Regions from separate parts of the Gossypium hirsutum genome. Here all the other regions are linked to region 1. A link is a contact called in public Hi-C data. All regions are on one chromosome and are shown on one strand. Each heading gives the region's core, a stretch centred on a gene start, on an enhancer-like site or on the middle of the called end of the contact. The rest is flanking DNA. Distances are from core to core; before and after follow the strand shown.

Region 1 (2,700 bases), core at 155-2,654:
AATTATGCTGAAGTGGCGAAACTTTTCTCACCGGAGTTGAATTTTTCAAGCGGGGAGATGAGATGGGAGCTTTTCTTTTTATTACAATATTTTATTATGACAGTTTGATCTTATAATATTTTAAGTATGGATGTATTTTAGACGGCTAGTATCATTATTCATTAGGATTTAAACTTAGGATTAGGGATAAAACTTTGTTTACAAGAAAGCCTAGTTGCAAGAATGAAAGTCTTTGAATTCATAGAAAATTAGAGGTTTTCTATAACCTAAGTTTTCTAGAGTTCATCTTCTTTCCTATTCATAGTTCAGCCCTAATTTGTTTATTTACTGCCTGTTTTCTCCTCTAAACCACACCACACAAGATCCCAATAATCAATCAAAGCTAAATAGCTTAAGCATTGAAACAAAATCTAATCTAACATCTTTAAACTTCCATGTTCAAAACCAGTAAGTTGTATGAACAAAACCGACCAAAAAAGATGATTAATCACAATGATAACAATGAAATAGTTAAAACCTGCAAATAAATAATAACTTTCCCCGCAATTCAAACAAATAAAGGATTAAAAGAAAACGGACAAAAAATAAGACAAAATGAATAAAAAAGAAGGAAGAAGAAGAAACGTACCGTACTACCCCAACGGTCACGGGCATCAATATTAGCCTTCCTAACAAGAAGCAGCTTAACAACCTCAACATGACCTTCACAAGCAGCGATATGCAAAGCAGTACGGCCATCCAAATCAATACTATTAACGTCAACGCCTTCATTCAACAAATCTTCCACTCCTTTGGCATCCCCTCTACACGCCATGAAGAGCAGCTGCATGGTCGCGTCAAGGTTTTCCGGCACCGCCATATCATCGTGGAGGGGACTCCGCCTAATTGGGTCCAGCGACGACTGCCGACCAAAGCTGAATCTTTGATTGTTCTTCCGAGGGTCCAGCGATGTCTGCCGCGTGAACTGGCGGCTGAAACTCCGTTTTATTGACCCGGTAGAGAACTGGCGGGAGATTCCCCGGTTTAACTGAGCTGCTAATGCCATGGTGGTTTCTTAGGATACAATTAAAAGGGTAATCCAGAAATTTGGAACAGCAACACAATTCACATAATCATCGATAAAACAAGGGAATGTGAAGAGGAAATCTGGATTCGGACGATCGAGAGCCAAATGGGGGAGAAAACGGAGAAGCAAGTTTAAGCTCAGGGATCCCGATATCGAGCCGAAGCCTGAATGAGGAGATGAAGGATAGAAGATTTGAGATCCGAGCGAAGCGCAGGGGGCCTAATAAAAAAAGAGAAAATCAAGGCAAAAAAAAAGATGGTCGAAACTTGGCTTTTGGATTTTCTCCTTTACTCTGCTTGTTTTTTGTTTCAACCCACGAAACCACCGAAAATGGCGTTCACCTAAATATTCATTTATAGTGCCATCTATCTTATTACAACGTACAACGTTGTGTTTGTTGCGAGAGACAAATGCCGAAAAAAACCCATAATTTATTCTTTGAATTAATTTCAATAATAATAATTTTTTACTTTTTAATCAGTAAAAATTTTCAAAATGTTATCCAAGAGATTTTTTTTTCTAAAAGAATATGAATAATTACAGCTAGATTCAATTATCACTATATTCGATTTGATTTTGATTGACTTTTTCTCTAAAATAAAATAAATATTAAAATTACACTTAAATTTTATTTTAATATATAATATTTAAAATATAAATTTTAATTTAATATAATTATACACATAAAATTTTGATTTTTATTCAATTTTAAATAAATTTATTTATTTTTGTATTTGATTAATATAACTATTTGTATATATAATATATAAATATAAATTGATGCTAAACTGATAATATTATTAAACTTAAATTAAATTAAATTTAAAATTTATATATAAAATTATACAAAATTAAAATTTATAACGTTCACATTAAATTAAAATTTTTTGGGTAATTTTGATTTTTTTTCTTTTCTAAAACTAAAATACTACATATTAACTATTTTTTTCGAAAACAAAAAAAAACCTATTTTTTTAGGGGTAGGAAAAACGAAATTCTTATCATAGATGAAATTTGTTATGTTAGAGATAATACAATATCTAAATTATTATTTTTTCTTTCAAAGTTATTTCTATTATTAACTTTTTTTTATTTTTATGACGTTTTTATCTAGAAAAAAATATTATATAATATGGAGAAGGTTTAATTTAAAAGTTTTGAATAATGTATATAAAAAATTACTTTTTAGGGCATGTTGCATAAAATTATTCTTTTGATTAGTAATATAAAAATTTATGATAATTAAAGGGCATATTATTATTATTATTATTATTATTATTATTCAGTGTGTGGAATTTAAAATTAATAAGTGAGTGAATGGAGAGAATATAATACATTTATAGAAAAATATTACTTTTTCATTTTTGTACATGCTTCAAACGTAAATATAAAAAATAGTGTCATAAATATAATACGATACCTAATGTATACATAATAAATGGTATGGGCAAATTAGATACACTTATTCTTACTAAATTATTTGAATTTGATGGTAATGTTTATTAATTTATTTTTAAGTTATTTTGTGAAAATATTATTAGAAAATTCTTTAAACATTTTTAAAATTGTGAATTTAAAATAATTTTAAGGTAGGTTTAAGTATTTTAGTGGTTAAATATTGATATTTAGGGGTC
Region 2 (2,700 bases), core at 167-2,666, 200 kb after region 1:
CATATTGTAAAAATTTGTTTTGAGACAATATTTTGATCATTTTTTTGTAAAACTCTTTTTGTTGATTTGCAATCAATTTGTAAAAAAAAAAATTGATTTAATAAATCACTTTGAAATTTTGTAATACATAAAACAATTGATAATTTTTTTTAATTGTACTATAATTTTGGTGAGTTGATTCAGTGTCAAGATGTAAAGTGGATTGTTTGTTCTTTTCCTCATTTGACTTGTTTTAAAATCCTACTATACCCTATCTCAGAAGCATTTGTTTCTACTATTTTGGGGGCGATTGGATCAGCTAAGTGTGAACATTTGTAAGGTTGTGGATTCTTATTGAGCTTTTTATACAAGGGCTTACATAATTTTCTAAAATCGGGATAAAAATCTATGACATAATTGAGGCTACTTAAGAGCCTTTGTAGTTGGACTTTATCAAGGATTTGATTTGGAAATTTGCTGGAAAATTTTATAGATCTTTCTGTTGGAGTAATGATCCCTTGGGTAACATAATGACCTAAAAACCTTACTCTGGTTTGAAACAAACTAATCTTGGATTTAGATACTACTAAACTATTGTTTTTTATAACTTTGACAAAAATGGATAAGTGTTTGAAGTGTTTTTCGAAATTATCAAAAAACATTAATACATCTTCAATGTATACTATTGTAAATTGGGAATATGGATTAAAAATATCATTCATAATTTTTATGAATTTAGATGGAGTATTTTTAGTCCAAAATGTATTACGTTCCATTCGTATTGCTCAAATGGTACAACAAATGTCGTTTTGTATCTTTCAACTTCTTTTATTTGATTTTCCCAAAATCACGAGTTCAAGTCAAATTTAAAAAAAAATTGACATTGAATAGTTTTTGCAATCAGTATTTTTATTTAGGATTGTGTATCTAATTCTAAAGCTTGATTGAGAGGTTTGTAATTAATGACTAATCTTGGGGTTCCTCTTTTGAGTTCTGCATTTTTCATCACGTAAAATGCTAAACAAATTCAAGGAGAGTTGCTCTATCTAATTAAGTTTTTATTGAGAAAATCTTGTATTTCTTTTTTACAAAATTCTTCTATTTCTTTGTTCATTTGTATTGGACTTACTTTTGTCTAAAATTTTCTTTCATCAAAATCATTTTTATATGGTAGTGTTACTTTTTTCCTATTCCAAAAGGCATTAAGAATGTAAGAATATTGTAATACCAATTATTTGCCCTGCCCAATCAATAATAAAATACAATAGCAGGCCCAAAAAAAATAAAACCCAATAGCCAATTTCAACCCTAGTCCAACAGAAAATGGCCCAAAACACCAGCAAGAAGCCTAGGCGCAGCAGCTCCCACACGCACGCCGCAACAGTGCCCGCACACCGTGTTTGTCGCTCCGCGCCCGTCGCGCGCACTCCACGGTCACCAAACCTGCGAAAAAGGGGGACACAAGCACAGCAAATAACAGAAAGAAGTGGGGTTTTTGATTTTTTTTTCCAGATTTTTAGTTTTAATCGGCTATATAAAGCTGATGAAAGTCTGTAACAAGGGGGGGGGAGGGATTTTTTTCGGTGTAAAATATATTCGAAAACAGAGAGAATATTGAGAATACAAAGAATATTTTTCAAAAGGTGATTTTATTTTTTTTCCGATTTTTCTTTGATTTTACTGGTTTTTTATTATTATTTTGCTATCTTCTTCTTTTCTTTCTCCTTTTAAAAAATAATAATAAACAAAACGAAAAGGATAAGCAAAGGAGGACTTACTATCGTGAGGGTCGTCGGGAGACCTCTCCGTTTTGTCGTTATCGGAGTGAAAGGAGTCTGAAATGGCATAGAGGGAGAGGAGCTGCGGCAATTTCAAAAGTGGCAGAGTAGAGTTATTTTTAGGGTTTGAATGAGTTTTATTGGCTGCAAATGAAATGGATTTTAACTTTTAAACATTGATGGGTTATTTTCGTTTTTAATCCTTTCATGTTTCCCATCATTTCAAAACCATTGTTTTTATCGTTTTCAAATTTTTCCATGACATATTAAATCTGTTCTATTTTAATCCCATGCTGCACAACGTTTTGGAAGGGAGGGATTAATTTCCCTTCTGGCCCTCCATGTTGCACGCATTTTGCGAATTCATCCTCTGCTTTAATTTGATTTTGTGTTTTAATTCTGTTTTGATTCAAATTTAGTCCATTGTATTTGCTTTTACAAATTAGATTATATATTAGTTTGTAATATTGTTCTTGTTATTAAGTTGCTGTTATTTTTGTTATTATATTATATATTACTATTATTATTATTATTATTATTATTATTATTATACATATATACACGCATATGTTTGTATTTTATATAGGTATATATATTTTAAATGTTTTAAAATACGTGTACATATTTTATATATTTTATTACTATATTATCTTCTTAGTTTTTATATATAGTTTATATATGTATATAAATTTACATTTTATAATACATATACATTTTTCCATTTTATAATTCATACATATTTTCACATACATGTATATATTTTCGTAGTTTATTTATATATTATATATATTGTTTTGTTTTTCTTTGTAAATATATATATATGCGTATTTTTATACTTTTATTTTGTTTTCAACACATGTATTTGTATTTGTTTTATTTGATATATTCCATTCTCTCTTTTTAGATGTATGCTGGTATGTGTGTTTGATATATGTGTACATAT
Region 3 (2,700 bases), core at 10-2,509, 240 kb after region 1:
ATATTTTTTCTTCCTCATCTTTTTCTCCTCATTCTTGCGCTTTTTGTCTTTAGAACGCTTTCTCTTCTTTTCTTTAGGCTTCACACGATTCTCGGATCGCTCCTCAGTTTTCAGCGCTACCCCGGCATCATCGACTCTTTTTTCTCCGTTGGCATGGAGGATTTCAACTCATGAACTGCAGTTGCAAAGGATGAGTGTTCTTCAACAGGCTTGGTGGTTTTCTTGACTGATCCTCTTGTTCTTGCCATATTTTTCTTGTTTTGTGGAGTGAATATGGTTTAAAGGTGTTAAGGTACGAACTTAAGGAAGAGAAAGTGAATAAAAATTGCTACTTGGGTGTTTCACAGTCGGCACAGTGAAGAGGGGTTTATAGTGAGTGAAAGAAGAAAATGGAAAGACGTGATTTTCTGAAGGGAAATAAAGCTGGCGGGAATAATTACATCCAATGAGAATTGCGCTCGCTCAGACAGATCAGACGACTAGGTGACTTTTGATCAAATCGTAGGATCTAAAATTTCTGATCTGCCCTCATTCTTGCTGAGTCAGAAGTGAAAGTACAATAGTATGAACTATTTTGACAATAAAGCCCAAATGCGTCGACAATGGTACCTAATTATTCTGCAAAAATAAAAATAAATAAATAAGATTAAAAAATAAAACAAACTTTAATAGAAACAAAATTGAAATAAAAATAAAACTACATAATAAATTTCATAAGAATTAAAATTTTTTGACCAATTTAATGGTCTCTGCCTGCTTGTGATCAATATTCCCAAGATAATGTTTCAATTGTTGGTCATGCACTTTGAATTGGTGTCCATCATTTAAATATCTATTGTCTTAAATGAATAAAGAGTAAAAAGGTGGACAATTATCACAAATTAACACAATCGAATTCCCGATTTGTTTTGTCATCTCTAAATGTTTGGTTAGAATTCTAAACTGATTCTAACAAGGGCACATTGTTTGACAAGGCCTTCACTGGCCGGATAGACCACATAACAGCCCACCCAAGAAGCAAACCACCATCCTTCTTAGAAAGCCCTTAAACGAGATACCCCGAAAGAAAAGAATGAATTCACCTAACCAGCCCACGTCACAGCGCCCCAAGGATCCAAAATAACCTACACTGTTTCAAGAAAGACATTTCTTCTTATAGGGCCAAGACGAAGCCCTTATATTCCAACACAATAAACGCATTCTCTCCCACCAAAGAAACAACTTCGGAGAAATACAATCAATATTAGAAAACACACAATCGGTCTATACCCACCACACACTAAAATTAGAGAGGGGAAGAGCAGCATCACCACCATTCAATCTTCATTTATTGTTAGATAATTATCTTAAGTTAGCTTATCAGTCTGTTTGGGGAAAAAAGAGAGTTAATTATTCGTCAACCTTTTTACTCTATTCATTGAAGAGAAAAATGGTTAAGCCAAATTTGTATTTTAGTAGGTGAAAGCGTTGGAAAAAACATGAAATGGCCGGCAAGCTTCTTCTCATGCGGAACAAACTGCAGTAGCTGGCGTAAGAATTTGAACCAAAACATGTAATATAGCAACAGAAATCTAATTGAATCTGCACGTACACATATTTTGCATAAATAAATGTTAATCCCGTACCAAATTTTCAATAGAATTTCCTCACTGTTTTAATTTCCTGTAAGAATAAGAGATAATATTCGATATCCAATGGCAGCTGCGATGGGAGGAAAGCTTCCAGGGCCAGCGTCAGGAACGGCACCGGCCAATGCCTATACGACGGAGAGTAACCCCATTGTGGTGATCGGTGAACAGTACATTGCCCCATACCCTGTGGATCTTAAAATACAACACACGGTATTTACGGTTGCTGAAAATAACTTCGATATCACCGACGTTAATGATAACCCTATTTTCAAGGTTAAAAATAAGTTGTTCAGCTTTCCTGATCGCCGCGTTTTGCTTGACGCTGCTGGAAATCCTCTCGTTTCCCTCAAACAGAAGGTGAAGGTTTGGTTCCCATTTTCTTGGACAATATGTGAATTCAAATTCAGTGAATATAAATTTGGTGTTCTTTGGTTAGATATTGAGTGTTCATAGGAGATGGAGAGTTTTTAGAGGGGAAAGCGACAAATCAAGTGATTTTCTTTTCAGTGTGAGGAAATCGTCTTTGGTTCATCTGAAGATGAGGACGAAGACTACGACGACTACGACTTTAGATGTTTTCTTGGCATCCAATACCAGTGAATCACTGCCTGATTTCAAGATCACAGAGGGTTGGCGCGACAGCAGCTGCACTATTTTTGCAGGACACGCTATTATTGCACAGGTAATAAATTTACTATTCCAATCCTAATCATTTCTTACTAAAGCACTAATTATATCCACCTTTTAGGCCAAATATTATGCACAAAATCAATATTACTCAGAGAGCCAAAAGATTATGCACAAAATTGAATATATTAACACAAAGTTTAATACTGCAAAGGCTTACTTTGGACGGTGGTTAATTTATTTATTTTTTAACTCAGATGACATGGGTTTAATCTATGTCACCCTTTTATCTTTAGCGGAAGTGGATGAAAATGTTTCAACCCATGTTATTTAAGTGTCCGATGAAAATTTTAAAAACTCTTCGACAGATATTTGAATTTATTTACTTTTACTTTTGATATTTTGTATTATTTAATTCATTGATGTATAAAATTAAACATAA
Region 4 (2,894 bases), core at 128-2,627, 180 kb after region 1:
GCAATTAATGCAGTCGTAAAGATTACATTGCCGAAGTAGCCTGGTGGGAGCGGAGGATCCAATCTATATCGACCGTCGACTGGAAAATACAGCTTGGTATCTTGATCAGCTGGGAGACCCCTTGCTTTACTTACACAACGCCATATATGTGCAGCCAAGATGTTGAAGCTGCTATATTTTATACCACCGTTTGCATTTGCAACATTAGCTTTGGCTTTCAGGGTGTTCAATTGATCAGCTGTGAGCTTAAAGGTGGAGACAATGGATGGCTTATGATCATCTGATTGAGATTTTAATGCAGACTTCAATGCCGGTGAAGGGTCATATTCAACATGGTGGAGCTTAGGCGTTGGTGGGTCCCGAGCACGAAGAAGAGTTCGATCAATGAATGGTGCAATGGCAGGCGTCAAGCCCCGTGAAGTGTCAGCCCAACTATTGATGAAATGAAGAGCCGCTGCGCCGTCTCCTAAAGTATGTTGAATCCCTACTCCAAGACAAACTCCACCGCATTTGAACTTAGTTACCTGGTAAAATACACACACAATAAATAAACTATTATTATATAATTCTTTATATTTTATATCCTTTTTTCGGTGAAATGTTTGTGGATTACCTGCAATAAAATAAGTGGATAGGAAGATATTCCTTCAGAATAGTCGACTTTAGGGACTAAACGTAACACTTGATGGTTCTCGGCAAAAGCACCAATCAAATGTTCCATGACTGCAGTAGTTTCAGCTTCAACGAATAAAACTCCTTCACCGTTGCATATTATCTCAAGTCTTCCATTTTCATCATACCCCAACCTTCCAGCAACAGGGTAAAATGGGACAAGAATCTTGCTCAAAGCTTCTTTAAGCCTTCCAGTATCAAAGAAATCAGAAGAACCATTTGGCTTGTAATAGTATACAGTAGGGATGTGGTATCTTATCATCACTATATCTAAATTGGAGTTCCATAGACTTCGTTTGGGAGTGTCTTCAGCTGGACGAACAATAGCAGACTCCTTTATAGTAATCTCCATCTATAAATTAGATAACAAACTCCATTGTCAATCGCATCTTCAAATGAATGGTATGAAAAGGCAGGTTTTGATATCAATGAAAATGAGATAAGAACATGTATAAACTTCTACTTCTACTGAATGTTTGAAAGATGAAGGAGAGAAAATAGTGATTTTTCTAATTAAAAAAATGGAATGATGAAAGAGAAAGATTGGAATATTCATACCTTGAAATCGTGTTAGAAGAACAAGGGTGTAAAGGGCGCAAAGGGAGACTTGAGCAGTCCCTGGTGAAGCCTTTGCGCTTAATTTATAGATCCAGATTTTTAATGAATTAGACCAAAATCACATTGTCAAGTGCCAGCTGGTCTCCATCCCTAAATTCAATACCTTGCGTATTTATTACAATAAAAAGAACAGTTGAACTTTTAAATTTGGCCCTTCTAGAACTTTTAAAGTACAAAATTATCAATTTTATTTTTGTAAAATTTATAAATTTGATAACACCTTTTTGAAATAATATCCAAAATTATTTATAGTCCATCTTCAAACATTAATTTGAAGGATAATATGCTTCAACACACTTGAACTCACTTCTTCTTACACTGAAAACAGTACCAATATCAATACTAATTGAATTAAAACTCAATTGATAAATTTATAATAATTTTAACTATACATCATTTTTTAAGTATAGTATAATTTTGCCAATACTTTTGCTTAATTCTCATAATGAGAAAAATAAAAACTATTGCAATATTTAATACAAATCTTAAATTACTTATGTTTCTTTTACTGTTATATATAATATTATGTTTCTTTTTTGTAATATTAAAAATATTAAATTTATAACTCAACTAAATCTTTATTTTCTAAATAATTTTATGAATAAAAAATATTAAATAACCTAATGTAAATTTTAATTATTTGTAAAATACTTATTGCCCGGTCGGTGGTACAGTCTTCAGGTAAAATTAGGTTTAATTTACAAATCCATATTTATAGATGATAATTATTGGCATGATTTAGTTTATTCCGGATCTAAATTTGATTTAATTCCTCTTTTTTTTTAAAAAAAAAACCTTCTATATTTCATAAAAAGTTATAAGTATAAATATAATATAATTATAGTACAATTACAAAGGTATGTTTAACTAATTATAAAATAAAACTAAAATTAATATAAAGTATAAACGAATTAAGTAAAAACCAATTAATTGGATTAAAAATTATATATAGTAACAACACATGATTGGACGAGAGACACATGCATGGTAATTATGCATGATGACTCTCAACTCGAGTACTCAAAGACTTGAAATTTCAACATTTGTTAATAATACCAATACCTTATTAATATATACACATAAATATTAAATAACTATTTTTATATAAACATGTACTTTTTAATTAAATTTATGACCAATATTTTGAATTGTGTGAGACCAACTAGAATTATAAAATTGTTGGAATTGATTGATTAATTCATCTAATGTGAGAAATTTGGTTTTTAATGTCTTAATTATATTCTTATAACAAATTACATAAAATAGGAATAAATTAAAATATGACATAGATATAGGAATAATTAATACATGATGGGAACATAATATAAATACAATATAAAGATAAAGTTATAAAAAAAATTAACATGTAAATAAATTATACAAAATTAAAAACTCACAATATTTTCTCTAAAATTTAAACAAATTACTCAAAATATATCACAAAATGTATTAGGAATGCATATTTCAATTACAATAATAAATCTTACAAAATATAAATCGAATAAAAATACGTTATAAATGTCATAGTATTATTGGTAAAAGTTAAAGCCTAAGTTTTCAAGTATCGAAGTTTGAGTTGTGACATATGTAATTATCATGTGTGG

What was found. A called contact is a pair of places that touch in the nucleus more often than the background predicts.
Region 2: a Hi-C map of leaf shows a contact between it and region 1, with 2.6 times the contacts expected there. The contact joins the promoter of LOC121222168 here to the promoter of LOC107914577 in region 1. A contact is called at or near these places in 6 of 34 Hi-C or Micro-C datasets (callus, hypocotyl and leaf).
Region 3: a Hi-C map of leaf shows a contact between it and region 1, with 1.7 times the contacts expected there. The contact joins the promoter of LOC107916072 here to the promoter of LOC107914577 in region 1. A contact is called at or near these places in 2 of 34 Hi-C or Micro-C datasets (both in leaf).
Region 4: a Hi-C map of hypocotyl shows a contact between it and region 1, with 3 times the contacts expected there. The contact joins the promoter of LOC107914559 here to the promoter of LOC107914577 in region 1. A contact is called at or near these places in 2 of 34 Hi-C or Micro-C datasets (hypocotyl and leaf).

What each region holds. Positions count from the first base shown.
Region 1 is chrD10:20,643,345-20,646,044 of Gossypium_hirsutum_v2.1, reverse strand. LOC107914577 (integrin-linked protein kinase 1) reads right to left here and starts at 1,404. Exons shown (of 12, transcript XM_016843517.2): 1 at 629-1,404. The coding sequence starts at 1,045. It overlaps LOC107914578 (a long non-coding RNA gene), which reads left to right. Exons shown (of 2, transcript XR_001688925.2): 2 at 1-297.
Region 2 is chrD10:20,447,436-20,450,135 of Gossypium_hirsutum_v2.1, reverse strand. It overlaps LOC121222168, which reads left to right and starts at 1,416. Exons shown (of 2, transcript XM_041102176.1): 1 at 1,416-1,622. LOC107914560 (a long non-coding RNA gene) reads right to left here and starts at 2,279. Exons shown (of 2, transcript XR_001688924.2): 1 at 1,758-2,279; 2 at 1,189-1,422.
Region 3 is chrD10:20,400,828-20,403,527 of Gossypium_hirsutum_v2.1, reverse strand. It overlaps LOC107916072 (protein LURP-one-related 10), which reads left to right and starts at 1,259. Exons shown (of 4, transcript XM_016845242.2): 1 at 1,259-1,552; 2 at 1,702-1,988; 3 at 2,068-2,313. The coding sequence starts at 1,707.
Region 4 is chrD10:20,467,684-20,470,577 of Gossypium_hirsutum_v2.1, reverse strand. LOC107914559 (shikimate O-hydroxycinnamoyltransferase) reads right to left here and starts at 1,377. Exons shown (of 3, transcript XM_016843501.2): 1 at 1,231-1,377; 2 at 614-1,024; 3 at 1-524. The coding sequence starts at 1,024.